Linked DNA regions of Mus musculus: regions 2 and 3 are each linked to region 1. A link is a contact called in public HiChIP or PLAC-seq data. All regions are on one chromosome and are shown on one strand. The core of a region is the stretch at or near the end of the contact, and the rest is flanking DNA. Distances in the headings are between cores, read along the strand shown.

What was found. HiChIP or PLAC-seq counts read pairs in DNA pulled down with a chosen protein or histone mark.
Region 2: a contact with region 1 is called in a FOXA1 HiChIP or PLAC-seq map of pancreatic cancer cells. The contact joins the promoter of Mypop here to the promoter of Cblc in region 1. A contact is called at or near these places in 7 of 39 promoter capture datasets (the HPC-7 cell line, cranial neural crest, hippocampal neurons and 3 more), 1 of 115 datasets of contacts at active chromatin or transcription factors (pancreatic cancer cells) and 3 of 9 other capture datasets (liver, macrophages and pancreatic islet).
Region 3: a contact with region 1 is called in a FOXA1 HiChIP or PLAC-seq map of pancreatic cancer cells. The contact joins the enhancer-like site here to the promoter of Cblc in region 1. A contact is called at or near these places in 3 of 39 promoter capture datasets (cranial neural crest, hippocampal neurons and pre-B cells), 1 of 115 datasets of contacts at active chromatin or transcription factors (pancreatic cancer cells) and 1 of 9 other capture datasets (pancreatic islet).

The regions. Positions count from the first base shown.
Region 1 is chr7:19,794,834-19,799,554 of GRCm38.p6, forward strand. Cblc (Casitas B-lineage lymphoma c) reads right to left here and starts at 1,976. Exons shown (of 12, transcript NM_023224.5): 1 at 1,600-1,976. The coding sequence starts at 1,949.
Region 2 is chr7:18,988,880-18,993,250 of GRCm38.p6, forward strand. It overlaps Mypop (Myb-related transcription factor, partner of profilin), which reads left to right and starts at 2,366. Exons shown (of 3, transcript NM_145579.3): 1 at 2,366-2,475; 2 at 2,953-3,741. The coding sequence starts at 3,231. Nanos2 (nanos C2HC-type zinc finger 2) reads left to right here. Exons shown (of 1, transcript NM_194064.2): 1 at 1-83.
Region 3 is chr7:18,861,471-18,866,298 of GRCm38.p6, forward strand. It overlaps a transcript of Mill2 not described here. Among named protein-coding and RNA genes, the nearest start is that of Pglyrp1, 21 kb to the right of the region's middle. Within about 2 kb of position 1,566, at least 12 of the 459 cell types and tissues checked have an H3K27ac peak or open chromatin away from gene starts, as enhancers often do. A contact at or near this core is called in pancreatic cancer cells, where this site is marked.

The DNA of each region.
Region 1 (4,721 bases), core at 726-3,225:
AGAACCACTTCCCAAAGCCATCTCTCTAGCAGGTGCTTTAGCTGTGGCATATACACCAGACTGCAACAAGGCAGGCTGAAAGAAGTAACAAAAATTGTAACAATTGGGGCTAGAGTTGGTTCAGCTGTTAAAAACACTGGCAACCTGTCTTCTGACTCTGACCAGTGTATGCACACTAACAGTGAAAGCTAATTCCAAGTGATAAAAAAGAAATCTAGCCGGGCGTGGTGCCGCGCGCCTTTAATCCCAGCACTCCGGAGGTAGAGGCAGGTGGATTTCTGAGTTCGAGGCCAGCCTGGTCTGCAAAGCGAGTTCCAGGACAGCCAGGGATATACAGAGAAACCCTGTCTCGAAAAAACAAAACAAAAACAAAACAAAAAACAACAACAACAAAAGAAATCTGTAACTGAGCAGTGGTGGTACGGCCTTTACTCTCAGAGGCAGAGGCAGGTGGATCTATGTGGGTTCTGGGCTAGCCTGGTCTACAGAGGGAATTCCAGGATAGCTAGAGCTACACAGAGAAATGGGATCCAAAAACAACCAACCAATCTACCAACCAAACAAGAGAACCAGTTTATTACTCTGGGCTGATTGTGGTGCCAGAGCCCTTTGACCCCAGTACTCAGGAGGCAGAGGGAGGTGGATCTCTGTGAGTTTGAGGCCAGCCTGGTCTACAGATCGAGTTTAAAGGCCAGCTGGAACTACATAAGAAAGAAAAAAAGAAAGGAAGAAAGAAAGGAAGAAAGAAAGAAAAAAGAGATATGTATTTTCATTATATATACACACACACATACATACATATATATACACATATATATGCACATGTGTGTCTCTATATATTATACTATATATATATATGTGATATATATATTTATTTATTCAGGCAAGTCACAACAAGGCTAGGGAGCCAGACCCAAATCACCAGTTTAGACCTTGCTCTGGGTTCCAGCTCCAGTTCTATGCAGTTGTCCCACAAGCCAGAGGGCAGGCACGTCTAAGATCCTTGGAACAGACATCTTTGCTGGAACCCAGACAGGTGGAAGTGGAGGTGGGAGTGGGGGCTGGCCTGTTTCTCAGGCTGGACAGGTGGGTCCAACTCATCCTGCCTCCCCAACAGGAAGTTTGCTCTTTTATTTTTTGTTGTTGTTCCGAGACAGGGTTTCTCTGTGTAGCCCTGGCTGTCCTGGAACTCTTTGTAGACCAGGCTGGCCTCGAACTCAGAAATTCGTCTGCCTCTGTCTCCCAGTGGGATTGAAGGCGTGCGCCACCACTGCCCAGCTGAAGTTTGCTCTTCTAGGAGAGACACACGCCTGCACCCCAGGTTCAAGCTGATCTACAAAAGGAAGAAAGGGGGCCTGGAGGCAAGGGTGCTTAAAGGGGGGAATAATGGGGAGGAAGGCTGGACCTGTACTCCTGGGTCTGATGGAATAAAGGGTCTTGACTTTTGGGTCTGATTGAGGAGAGTTGAAGCTTGTACTTCTGGGTCTGAAGGAGGAGGGTGGAACCTGGACCCCTGGGTCTGAGGGAACAGGCGGCTGGTGGCACACAATCCGGAAATCACTAGTTTGTGACTTGTCTCTGAGGTAGGTTAGCGCTCACCTGAATCTGGAGCCCTCCCGGAAAACATCCTGGTTCACGTCCTTTTTGCCTCGGGGTGGCAGGAGCTCCGCCACCTGCCTGCCTTTGACCTCCAGATTGGCCAGGTAGATGGCCAGAAAGTCATCGGCGCCACCGGGACCCTCGGGGTCTTCCCTGGCCTCGCGCCGGGCCTTTGCCACCTCTCCAAGTAGCTGCGCGGTGCGGGGCAGCAGGTCCCGCAGGGACGGGGGCCCCGTGACCATCCTGGGATCCCTGCATTGCTCTTCTAGGCGCTGGAGCAACTTCACCGCCCGGCTAAGCGCGCGTGGCTCGCCCCGCTGCCACCCTCGCGGGGCTGCCGCCGCAGCCATGGGTCCCTCGGGTGGCTTGGGACTGGGACGGAGGGGTGTGGCGGGGAAAGGCTCCAGGTAGGGGCGGGACCAAGAGGGAGCAGGGGGCAGGTCCTGGAGGACCAGGAGGGGACTGTAGGTAAAAGGGGCCGGCCTGGAGAGTCTGAGGGAGGACGGCTGAAGCTGGACGCCTGTAGAGTCTGAGGGAGGAGAGCTGGGACTAGACCCCTGGGTCTGAGAGAGGAGGGCTAGAGTCTGGATTTATTGGTGTTGAGAAAAGAGGTGGTTCCGCAAGTAGGGCTCTGGGACAAGGCACCCTTTCATGAATTGTGGCTGAAGCTGTCAGTCTTTCTTCATAGGGGAGTCAGAGAGCTGAGTCTTCTAAGAACAGAAAGTCAAGTAGTTACTCTATGTCCCCGAGGTAAGGTACTAGAACCACCGGAGTTCGGGCTCCCGTGGCAGGTAAGGGAAATTTAGTTACAGTTTAAGTACCCAGATTTTCAAAAGAGGTGAAAGGGGTGTGGCGGAAAGTGGCGTTCAGGAATGCACAGGGCTGCAGGAAGTGGCTGCCGGGCAGGTTTGCACCCCAACCTGCCAGACCTGTAGGTCCGCCCTGATTATGCTTCAGACAGCCACCAGAGGGCGCCGTGGACACGGTTCTCTCTGCCCCAGGGCACCCAGGGCATCCAGCAAGCCAGCCACCACCCCAGCTAGGCCCGGTACTGACTCCTCAGCCTGCCTGCTCTCTCACTCTCTCCTTCTCCCTTCCTCTCCCTTCCTCTCCCTCCCTGTTTGGCAAAAACTCCAGATCCAGGAGATCTGAAGCCTCTGTCCTCTGAAGACACCCTGGGTAAGCACACACACACACACACACACACACACACACACACACACACACACTTTGTTGTTCTAGCTTTGTTTTTTTAGACAGTATCTCACCATACAACCCTGGGCGTCCTGGAACTCTCTCTGTAGACCAGGCTGGCATCAAGCTCACAGAGATCTGTCTGCCTCTGCCTCCCAAATGCTTGGACTAAAGGCACGGGGCATGCCTGGTACAATATCTTTTATTATTAAAAAAAAAAAATCCCAGCACGATGGAGTCAGAGGGAGACTAATTTCTGATTTAGAGCCAGCCTGGTCTACACATTGAGAGTTCCAGGTAAGCCAGAGTTACACAGAGAAATCCTGTCTCCAAAACAAACAAACAAACAAACATAAAAAATTGAAGTTGAATGTGTTTTCAGATAATTTTAAACCTAATTATTCAGGAAGAAGAGAACAAAGATGTTGAATTATGGTCCAGCCTGGGCTACAAAGCAAGGTTCTGTTTCTAACAACCGAACGGGGTTGGGAATTTGGCTCATTGGGTGAAAGTGCTCCTCACCAATCCTGACAGCCTGAATTTGGTTCTCAGAACCCACAGAGTGGCAGGAGAGAAGGGAGTAATATGAGCTGTCCTCTGACCTCCACATGTGTCCACAGTCATGCACGCACGTAAATAAACAGACATAAACCCAAAGAAAAACAAACTTCTCCCAAACCACCCAATCCATCCCCAACACACACACACACACACACACACACACACACACACACACACACACAAACAAAACCTAACAGAAGGCCCATCTTTGGGATCTTTGGGGCTGGGTTGGGATGTAGCTCAGTTGGTGAATGTTTGTCCAGAACATAAAAAGCCCTGGGTTCCACCCCCAGAATCACAGACATGAATTATAGTGACCTGTGCCTGTTAACTTGGGAAGAGGAGGCAGGGAAATTACCAGTTCAAAGTCTACTTCATCTACATATCAAGTTCGTAGATTTGGTTTGGGCTATGTGATCACCTGCCTCATTCCTTCCCCAATAAAATGACCAAAATTAAAATACTATGTATGGTATGATTCTATTCCTATGAAATATACAGAATAGGTGACTTTAAAAATTAAAATATAGTCAGGCAGTGGTGGCGCACGCCTTTAATCCCAGCACTTGGGAGGCAGAGATAAGCAGATTTCTGAGTTCGAGGCGAGTCTGGTCTACAGAGTGAGTTCCAGGACAGCCAGGGCTACGCAGAGAAACCCTGTCTCAAACAACAAAAACAAAAACAAAAACAAAAACAAAAACAAAAACAAAAAAACCCAACAACAAAAAACACCAACCAACCAAAAAAATATAATATGTATTATGTTTTAATTTGTAATTTAACTTGTAATTAATAATATGTAATACCACTGATGATATATTTAGGGTCATTAGTATATGGGAAAAGACAGGAACTAACAATGGGTTTCTTTTCACTTTTCTTTCTTTTATTAGTATAGCCCATGTAGAACAGGCTAGCCTCAAGCTTCCAGAGGTATAGAAATCCACCAGCCTCTGCAAGTGCCAGAAGCACTCTTAACTGTTGGGCCATCATTCCAGCTCTCGCCTTCTTTCTTTCTTTTTACTTATATTTTTTTAAATTTATATTTCAAATGTTATCCCCTTTCCTAGTTTCCTCTCCGAAAATCCCCTATCCCGTCCCCCCTCGCCCTGCTCCCCAACCCACCCACTCCCACTTCCTGGTCCTGGCATTCCCCTGTACTGGGGCACAGAACCTTCACAGGACCAAGGGCCTCTCCTCCCATTGATGACAGACTAGGCCACTGCTACATATGCAGCTAGAGACATGAGTCCCACCATGTGCTTTCTTTGATTGGTGGTTTAGTCCCAGTGAGCTCTGGGGATACTGGTTAGTTCATATTGTTGTTCCTCCTATGGGGCTGCAAACCTCTTCAGCTCCTTGGGTAC
Region 2 (4,371 bases), core at 1,116-3,615, 810 kb before region 1:
TATGCTATCTAGGAGGTTGGCTTGGAAATGGGATGAGGGTGGAGGAGGGGTGTCTGCTGCTGAATAAAGCGTTGTTAGTCTACTGTCTTTGAATTCCATTGGCCAAGTTAGTGGGCGGGTGCCTTTGGGTGCTGGGAGAGAGAGCACAAGAGGGAACTGAAGGGCCGCCTAAAACCCTGGGAACCGTAAGAGGGGCAGGAGGGGGTCCAGAACTGCCGCCCAGACCTATCTCATATTGTCTTCCAACACAAGTCGTCTGACTGGGAACAGGTTCCCAAATAATTCTCAGCCTCCACCTAGACACTTTTAAAATTAAAAATAGAGGAAAAAAAAGTGTGGAAAGGCAAGTTGTGGGTGTATGCCTTTAATTCTAGCATTCGGGAGGCAGAGACAGGTAGATCTCTCTTATCAATTCAAGGCCAGCCTAGTCTACAGAGTTGCAGGACAGTCAGGGCTACACAGAGAAACCCTGTCTTAAAAAGAGGGAGGAGGGCTGGAGAGAGGGGGTACAACATCCAGACAATAGTCAAATAATTCAAGGGAGTCCACTTTCTACCACGTGGGGACTGAACTCAGGTCACAAGCTTAGTGGCAAGCGCCTTTCACCCATTGGGCCATCTCAACAGTCCCTTGAGTCCTCCCTCCCTCCCTCCCTTCTCTTTTTTTTCCTCTTTACCGGAGATTGAACCTAGGGCTCTATAGTTCTGGTCACCCATGGGTTCCCTTCCATCTTGTGAGACTAGGAACTACTAGGTCTGAGTTTTGATAGATTTTAAACTTTGGGCTCCCTATCACAAAACGGTTAGGGGAAAAAAAAGTATAAGCCAGCATCGGGGAGTAGCAGCACCCCTTTAATCCCAGAACTCCAGAGTCAGAAGCAGGTGGACCCAGCTGCAAGATCCTCTCAACCACGGCACCAGCACCCACATGCATATACATAATTAAAACCCAATCTTAGGCCGGTGGTAGTGTGGCTGGCCTTTAATAAGTCCCCAAACTCTTGAGGCAGGCCGATCTCAGTGATTTCGGGGTCATCCTCCACCACAGCGCTAGTTCCAGGACAATCAAGGTTACAAAAACAAACAAACAAAAAACCCCGTATCTCAAAAACAAAAAGGAACCAACCACACACACCCACACCAAAAAGAAAAAAAAAAGAAAAAGAAATTTTCTCCCTTTTATGTATATGAGTGTTTTGCCTGCTTGTATGTTTGTCCACCATGTCCATGCCTGGTGCCAGCAGAGGGCAACAGTGCTGGAGCTAAGGATGGTTATGAGCCCCCGCCTTTGGATACAGAGATCCTAACTCTGGTGTTCCCGGGAGAGATGGTAACTGCTGAGCTCCAGCCCTCCCTCTCTGCTTCGGGTCTTAATACAAATGTCATCTTTTCCTTATGTGTAATGTCCGCACATATCCTGTCTTTTTTCTAGCCTCGCTGGTGACTGCAGAGATACTGCTGCATGTTCAATGCCAGCTTGGGATACTTAGTAAGATGCCCTCAGAAACAATTTTTTGGTAGTGAACACAATTTGCCTTTTATATGGATATGTGAGAGCTTATGTGTAACTGTCGGAAAGATGAACGAAGCGCCGTTTACCCAATGACCTTGAAACTGCGGGCACTGAAAATTTTCACCCTGCCATCCGGCCATCCAGTTCATTCAAGTGGTGCTCTCGAATCACTCCTGCTCTGCGCTTTTCTAGGATCGCCATCCCCACCCTTCAAGAAATTCCTGCCTTTGAACTCCCTCTCCGAGCCATGACGTCAAATTGTGGACAGGGGGCCTCCCAGGCACCATTGGGAGGTTGCTGGGTTGCTATGGTTACCGCCTCTGCATGGGCGGGGAATATTTCCAGGTGCCCCGCCTCAGTCCGTAGGAGGTAGTTTCCGAGTGGTCCTGCGCAGAGGAGGGATTGGGCGTGGGCAAGGTTTCCTAACGCCCCCAGCCCCCACCCACGCAGTTGTCATGGAAATGAAGCTCTTCTCCCCTTTCTCAAAATAAGACTTTGCTTAGTAGGCTAAAGGACTACTCAAAGGGAAGAAACTCCGCTTGGTCCTAGCGCTCTCTTCAGCATCTCTCTCTCTACTGCGCCCGCACTGGGATTTAGTCCTGGGTACCATCGCAGGCAAGGTGCCAGTGACACGCATGCGCGCTGTAGGTTTGCACATGCGCAATTGAGCACCAGAGCCCAGGGAACCTACTTCAGCGCTAAATGTGCGGCTGCGCAGCTGTGTCCTTCTGGTAAAGCAAGGCGACGGGAAGTTCTGCGCTTGCGCAGTGCTGGGAGACACGGCTCAGAGAACGCAGCTCTGTCAGGGTATCTGGAGACCGCGTTCGCCCGGCGCGCATGCGTCTTGGCTCTCAATGCTACTGGGGGCGGGGCCCAGAGGGGGAGGGAGAAGTAGGGGGGGAGGGAAGAGGCCGCAGAAGCCGAAGCCCTGACCCACCGGCAGGCAGGGGCTGCGGCGGCACGGTGAGTGACCCGCGGCCCAACTGGGGTCCCCATCCTCTGTGCTCCATCACTCTTCCTGGAGTCCAAAAAAAGCCTCGGGGGTCCCCCCTCTTATCTCGGACCCCCGTTATCTCCACAACTCCCCTTCTTTCCCCAGCAATCCCAGCACCCCCATAATCCCTGCAGACCCTCAGCTTTAATATTTTGCCGTCTTAACTAGAAGGTTCCATTTCATCTTTATTCTTGGACATCCTCTCTCAGGGACCCTAGAACTGACACCCACTACCCTGGGAACCCCCAGCGCTCCTCTCTGATCTGGATGCCCCGTCTGCTGCATTGCCCAGTTGGCATCACTTCCCAGCATCATGCATGTTCGACCCCCTGGGCATCCCCGTTACTCTTGCCCTGTCCTGTTCTACTGCGCCCCCGTTCTCCTCTAACTCCTGCTGTGGCACCCTTTTCCCTTCCACTTTTGCTCATTTCCCTCCATCCTTCCAGACCGTCCGTCCCCCCAGTACCCATCAACTCCTCCGCGAGGCACTAGCGGCCGCGTGAAGCACAAGATGGGCACTGGGCGGGTGTCACCTACGAGGAAGCACCTTTGATTGCATTCAGCACCTCGCCGCTCCCATCACCACTTTTGCACAGGGGACCAGAGGAGCCCGTGTCGGGGCGACACGGGGACACCGAGCCACCGCCAGCGCTGTTCGCCCTTTGCCCGCAGAGCCGGCGCCCCCCATGCGCCAGGCAGCCGATCGGTGGCGTCTGGGGGCGCCATGGCCTCGGCGACCGCGGCGGCGGCGCCGGGCGAAGCGGAGGAGACCACCCGACTCCGCAAGCCGCGCTTCTCCTTCGAGGAGAACCAGATCCTGATCCGAGAGGTGCGCGCCCACTACCCTCAGCTCTACGGCGCGCAGAGCCGTCGGGTGAGCGTGGCCGAGCGGCGGCGAGTGTGGGACAGCATCGCCACCAAAATCAACGGCATCACCAGCTGGAAACGCACGGGCCAGGAGGTTCAGAAGCGTTGGAACGACTTCAAGCGCCGCACCAAGGAGAAGCTGGCCCGCGTGCCGCATTCCACGCAGGGCGCGGGGCCCGCCGCTGAGGACGCCTTCTCTGCGGAGGAGGAGACTATTTTCGCCATCCTGGGACCGGGTGTGGCGGGGCCGGGGGCTGGCTCTGGGGCTGAGGAGTCCCGGGCAGCCGCCTCTTCACAGCCGCAGGCTTCGACCGCTAGTACACAACGGTATGTGTTGTCAGAGGACCGCAGGCAGGATCGACGGGCAGGTGAGTCCCAAAGCCAGTTTCTTTAACAACTACCAGCACTCCTGAAGCCTACAGTGCGTTGTTCACGCCCAGATCGGTCAGGCGTGTTTACCACATTTTTGCTAAAAAGTAGGAGGTCAGTGCTGTCAGGCCCATTATGGAGCTGGGGCTTTAAGGTCAGAGAAAGGAAAGACTTAGATGTGGTGCCAACAGGCCTGTAATTCTCCTGCTTGGGAGTTGAAGGCAGAAGAAACGGGAGTTCAAGGCTAGCCTGTGCTACAGGAGGCTTGGCTTAAAAGGGTGAGGAAGGGCGGGCTGGGGATGTCCTGGTGGTTGAGTACTTCCCAGCTTTCAGGGGTTCCAGGGTCAGATTTTGACTGCATAGACCCATGTGGTAGCACATGATTTGGAGTCTCAACACCTGCGTTATCCTTAGGTGCATAGTGTGTTAGAGGCAAATCTGAGCTCTGTGAGAACCTGCCTTCCAAAAATAATAATGTAGAAAACAGAAAAGGAAGTGGATTGTCTCTGGTGGTTCTACAGCCACTTGGTGACCATCAGAGTCGTAGACGTGGAACCGGTCCTGGGATGCCTGGCTCAGCTGGAATTGGCGATTTCAGTAGGTGGGTGGGATTGGTCTTTCTTCCCAGC
Region 3 (4,828 bases), core at 316-2,815, 930 kb before region 1:
TCTCTAGACTCAAGCAGGATTATTTAAAAATTTTCTGTCTGTCCTATATAGATGAGCCACCTGATTTTATGACCAAAAAAGAAATCAAGGGGCTGGAGAGATGGCTCAGCAATTAAGAAAGAGCACTGAGTGCTCTTCCAGAGGTCCTGAGTTCAATTCTCAGCAACCACATGGTAGCTCACAACTATCTGTACTGAGATCTGATGCCCTCTTCTGGTGTGTCTGAAGACAGCGACAGTGTACTAACATACATAAAATAAATAAATAAATCTTTAAAAAAAGAAAACAGCTAAAAAAATTATAATACATGGGTGATAACTAAAAATATATACATGGATAATTTTAACTTACAACATATTATATATATAAGTTGGATAATGGTCAATAATTATTTTGAGGGGGTAGAGGGTGGCAGGTGTGTTGGGGGTGATAAGTCACCCTAGTGCTTTAATCCCAGCACTAGGGCATCAGAGGCAGGTGGAAATCAGCAAATTTGAGGCCAACCTGGTCTACAAGGTGGACACAGAGAAATCTTCTCAGAAAAATAACCAAAAACAAAAAAAGAAAAGAAAAAGAAAAAGGAAGAAAGGGAGAAAGAACTTATTACATAAAGTGTTTACTTGGGTAATTTTAACTTACTACAACATACTGCATATATAACTTGGAAAATGGTCAATAACTATTTGGGTTGAGGTAGGGAATGGAAGGCTGAGGGGAAGATGGCGCACGCCTTTAATCCCAGCACTGAGGAGGCAGATGCAGGTGGATCTCTGAGTTCAAGGCCAGCCTGGTCTACAGAGAAGTTCTAGGACAGCCAGGGTAATATAATGAGACCCTAACCCAAAAAAAAGTTTTCTTCTGTCCCTAGTCTGTATCCACTTGGATAATAAATGCAATCCGGATATCAACTGTGGACTGTAAACTGTTTCAAAAGTGATCTGCACATGCTAGCCCCAGGTAATCCTACAAAACCAGAAACCCCTGGCCTTGAAAACTGATCTAAGCCAGTCTAATGGGTGTGATTGCTCCCTGTCTCTTCAGCTGGGTCTGAAGTGGAAACTTAAGGTTTCTTTGGAAAGTCAGTATGTCAACGAACATTTCGCTGAAGCAAACACGTGAAAGGATGCATGACGTTAAGAAGGACCCAGCAGACAGTGGACAATGCTGGATGGTATTGGTACGCCTTACCATTGTTTATTGGTCATCTTTTGTCAGGACTCCATAGAAAAACTTCTGGTGATGTTCTGGTGGCTTCTTGCAGCTTCTGCAGACTCAGGCCGATTGGCAGAGTGATGTCGGCTGATACAGTCTCATGTGGAGTTTTGCTAAGACAGACTCACGTGCTGAAGCAAAACCCATTGGAGGACACATGATGTTTGGAGGGAGTATAAATAGGATCTAATGGACAGTGACTGCGGGCTTGCAAGCTTTGTTGGTCTCTACTGATCTTCACTTCATTGAGAGAGGCACAAAGAACTTCTGGCGCCCCTGCTGGTCCTGGTTGCTCCTGCTGACTGATGCTAATTTGACTGAGGCTTGGCTGTTTCTGCCGGGTGGGGCCACCACTGATGATTCATATTTGATATCCTGACACTACTGAACTGGACTGCTAGTATATTCGTGAAGTGTTTATGAGTGTATCGAGCTCTGTTGACTCATGTGCTAATTTCCTGACAATGCAGATGGGATTTGCTCCAAAGAACAATTTCTAAACAAGTCCACTTCCCCTGTATCCTAATAACTTTCTTTTCCACTACCTCTGGTGGGTGGTGGGCTAGAAGGGAGGTTAAAGCATTCAAGAACTTTTATTTAAAACAGGTTTTAAAAAATCGAAGCCTACATGGGACAACAAACCAGATGCTCCTAATCAGTGCCCTATTGCCCTAATCCCCTTCCGGCCTTCTGCTAATATTCCAGCTTTCCTGGGCCCTGACGCCATCCTAATTTCAGCAGCTAAGTAGTTAATCAAATGCATTGCCCCTTATCCTCATCAAAGGCTGGAATGTTAATCCAAAGGAAACTCCCTGGCATAGAGGACAAGATGGACACAATTACTTATGTATAATACCCACTGGCCTACCAGGCTCCCTCACTGTCAAAAGATACCTGTTTAAAAAAAAAATAGACCAAGATCTATCAGCAGGTTTGATTAGCTAAAATATTTCTACAATATGATAAGGCACTCTGTGGGAACTAAAGGGGGTAGGGGAAGGAGGGAAAGGGAGGATAGCCTACATCCCTCCAGAGTTCCTCCTATGCTCTGGGCAGATGGATGCGGGAGGGCTGCCAGATGCTTTCCACTTAGATCCCCAGGTGGGCATCTAAGCCACGGACCCCACTCGATGGGGGGTAGACAAGGGGCAACCCCCTACCGGGAAACCCCCCCCCAGGCAACACCTTGTAGCCCCCAGGGTTATAGGAGAGAGGGCTGAGGGAGAGAGGTTTCCACGCAGGCAAGAGTAAGCGCAGAGGGCCTTGATGAACAGAGATAGTCTATGGTTTTAGAGCTATATTATAGAAAGGCAGGGGGAAAGAGAGAAGGTAGAGAGAGAGGGGGGGAGACCAGCCATGGCCAAGAGGAGGGGAGCGGGAGAGGGGGAAGGCTAGATAGTAAGAAAGAGTAAGAGGGAGTAAGAGAGAGAGAGGAGAGGAGATGAGAGTAAGGAGAGTAAGAGGAGTAAGAGAATGAGGTGGGGCCAAGCAGCCCCTCTTATGGTGGTGTGCTGTTATCTTTACTGTAACTGGGAGGAGTCTTTCCTGAAGGTCAGAAGCTTGGGACAGCGTCTATGTGACTGCTAGCCACGCCTCTCCTGTGGGGGCTGTGGAGGGCGGTAACTTCGACAGGAGCCTTGAATCCAGGAGATATGAGAGAACTCCTTCTGTTCCACGTAGGTGAATTATCACCACCGGGTCCCGGGGTTCAGACCTCAGCTCGACTGGAGACCAGATTGTCTGTGTATAGCCCAATGCCCCACAGCACTCCACCTGCTCTATACAGAACAAAGAGGATGATTTTAAGAATAATTTATTCTTCCTATGCTAACCAGTCAGACATAGAGACGCCCTAGGCATAATACAAATTTTGTCTCTTTCCAAATAGAAAAAGGTAAAATACTTGGCTTCCATTGACATTATCAGCCTATACAACAGATATAAATGATCATTCCCTGGCAAGGATTTGAAAGGGGCACACAAGGCAAGGCAGAAATGATGGGCCAGCCAGACTCCATCTTAAGGAGGGAAGACATTTTGTTATAAGGTCGGAAGAAGTTCACATAGCAGGACATTTGACCACATTGTGAACCCCAAGATTGTGAACTAGAAAAACCTTGTTGTGCTGTGGCTCAGCCCTAGGACACACCTTTAATCCAAAAAGCTTTCTGTTAACAGGATTAAATAAAGTCAATGATAGGTCAAGAGGAACCCTAAGTCAAGAGGTGGAGTAAACACCCAACGCCCAGGGATTGAACATAAGGATGTAGAAAGGAGGGTCTTTGAGTTAAAGGGTATTTAAGACAGCATGTGGTTGCTGGGAATAGAACTCAAGACCTCCGGAAGAGCAGTCAGTGCTCTTAACCGCTGAGCCATTTCTCCAGCCCCTGGGATTTTGTTTTTAAAACAACAAGTTCATTTCTTTTTGCTGCAAAATTCGAGTCGACCGTGCTTTAACCTGTTTCAGGAATTTGAAATGCTCCCCACCCTGTAAAGTTTGACTCAGACCTTGAACATACCCTGAGAATGTAAGATGTTCTGCCAAGTTCCTATGTGACCAAAATTCCACTAAAAATACTCCCACCCTCTAAAACCCCTAGTGTGGCAGTTTGGGGAATATGTAAATCCCACCTCCCACTGTGTTCCATGATCTTTTTCAAGCCCCCACTTTAGAGAGAAAGTCCTGTCAGACAGAAAATAAAGCTTGCTTAATTTGACTGAAAAATTTGCGTAATGGTCTTTACTCTCTCATTCAGTGGGATTAACCCCGACTTAATGCTTTTTCTTAGTAGAAGTTTTGTTTTACTTCCCCCTTTTTAATTAGTTCTTTGAGAATTCTGTAAGAGCTTTGATATACTCACATCAAGGAAACAGCATCTTACAGACACAGGACCACTGCACACATGAGGGAGGCAGAGACAAGTTGATCTTTCTGAGGTTGAGGCCAGCCTTGCCGAAGCTCTGATTTCTGGGACAGCCAGAGCTACACAATGAAACCTTGTCTCAAAAAGACAAAAAAGAATTCAAAAAACAGACTCAAGGAAACAAGCCACCCAAAGATAAAATGGACTATGGATCTGAACAGAGAGTTTGAAAAGTAAGACAAAAATGGCTAGGACATATCTTTTTAAAACTGTTCCTTGCCGGGCAGTGGTGGCGCACACCTTTAATCCCAGTACTTGGGAGGCAGAGGCAGGCAGATTTCTGAGTTCGAGGCCAACCTAGTCTACAGAGTGAGTTCCAGGACAGTCAGAGCTACACAGAAAAACCGTGTAAATGTCCAAAGGACTCAACATCCATCTCCATAGCCACTTGCCCACTCCTGGTCCAGTCACAATAGCCTGGAAATAGAAACAACCTGAATGGCCTGCAACTGATGGATGGATAATAAAAATGGTACATACACACATAGACTTCTAATCGTGTGTGTGTGTGTGTGTGTGTGTGTGTGTGTGTGTGTGTATTAAAACTCAGGTGCAGGTAAATGGGTGAGAGTTGAAAAAATTATACTGAGTGAGGTTTTCAGACCCAGAAAGGCAAATGTCACGTATACTCTCTCATCTGTGGATCCTAGAGTCTAATCTTCAGATCTCCATCTATAGCCTGGAGTAACCAC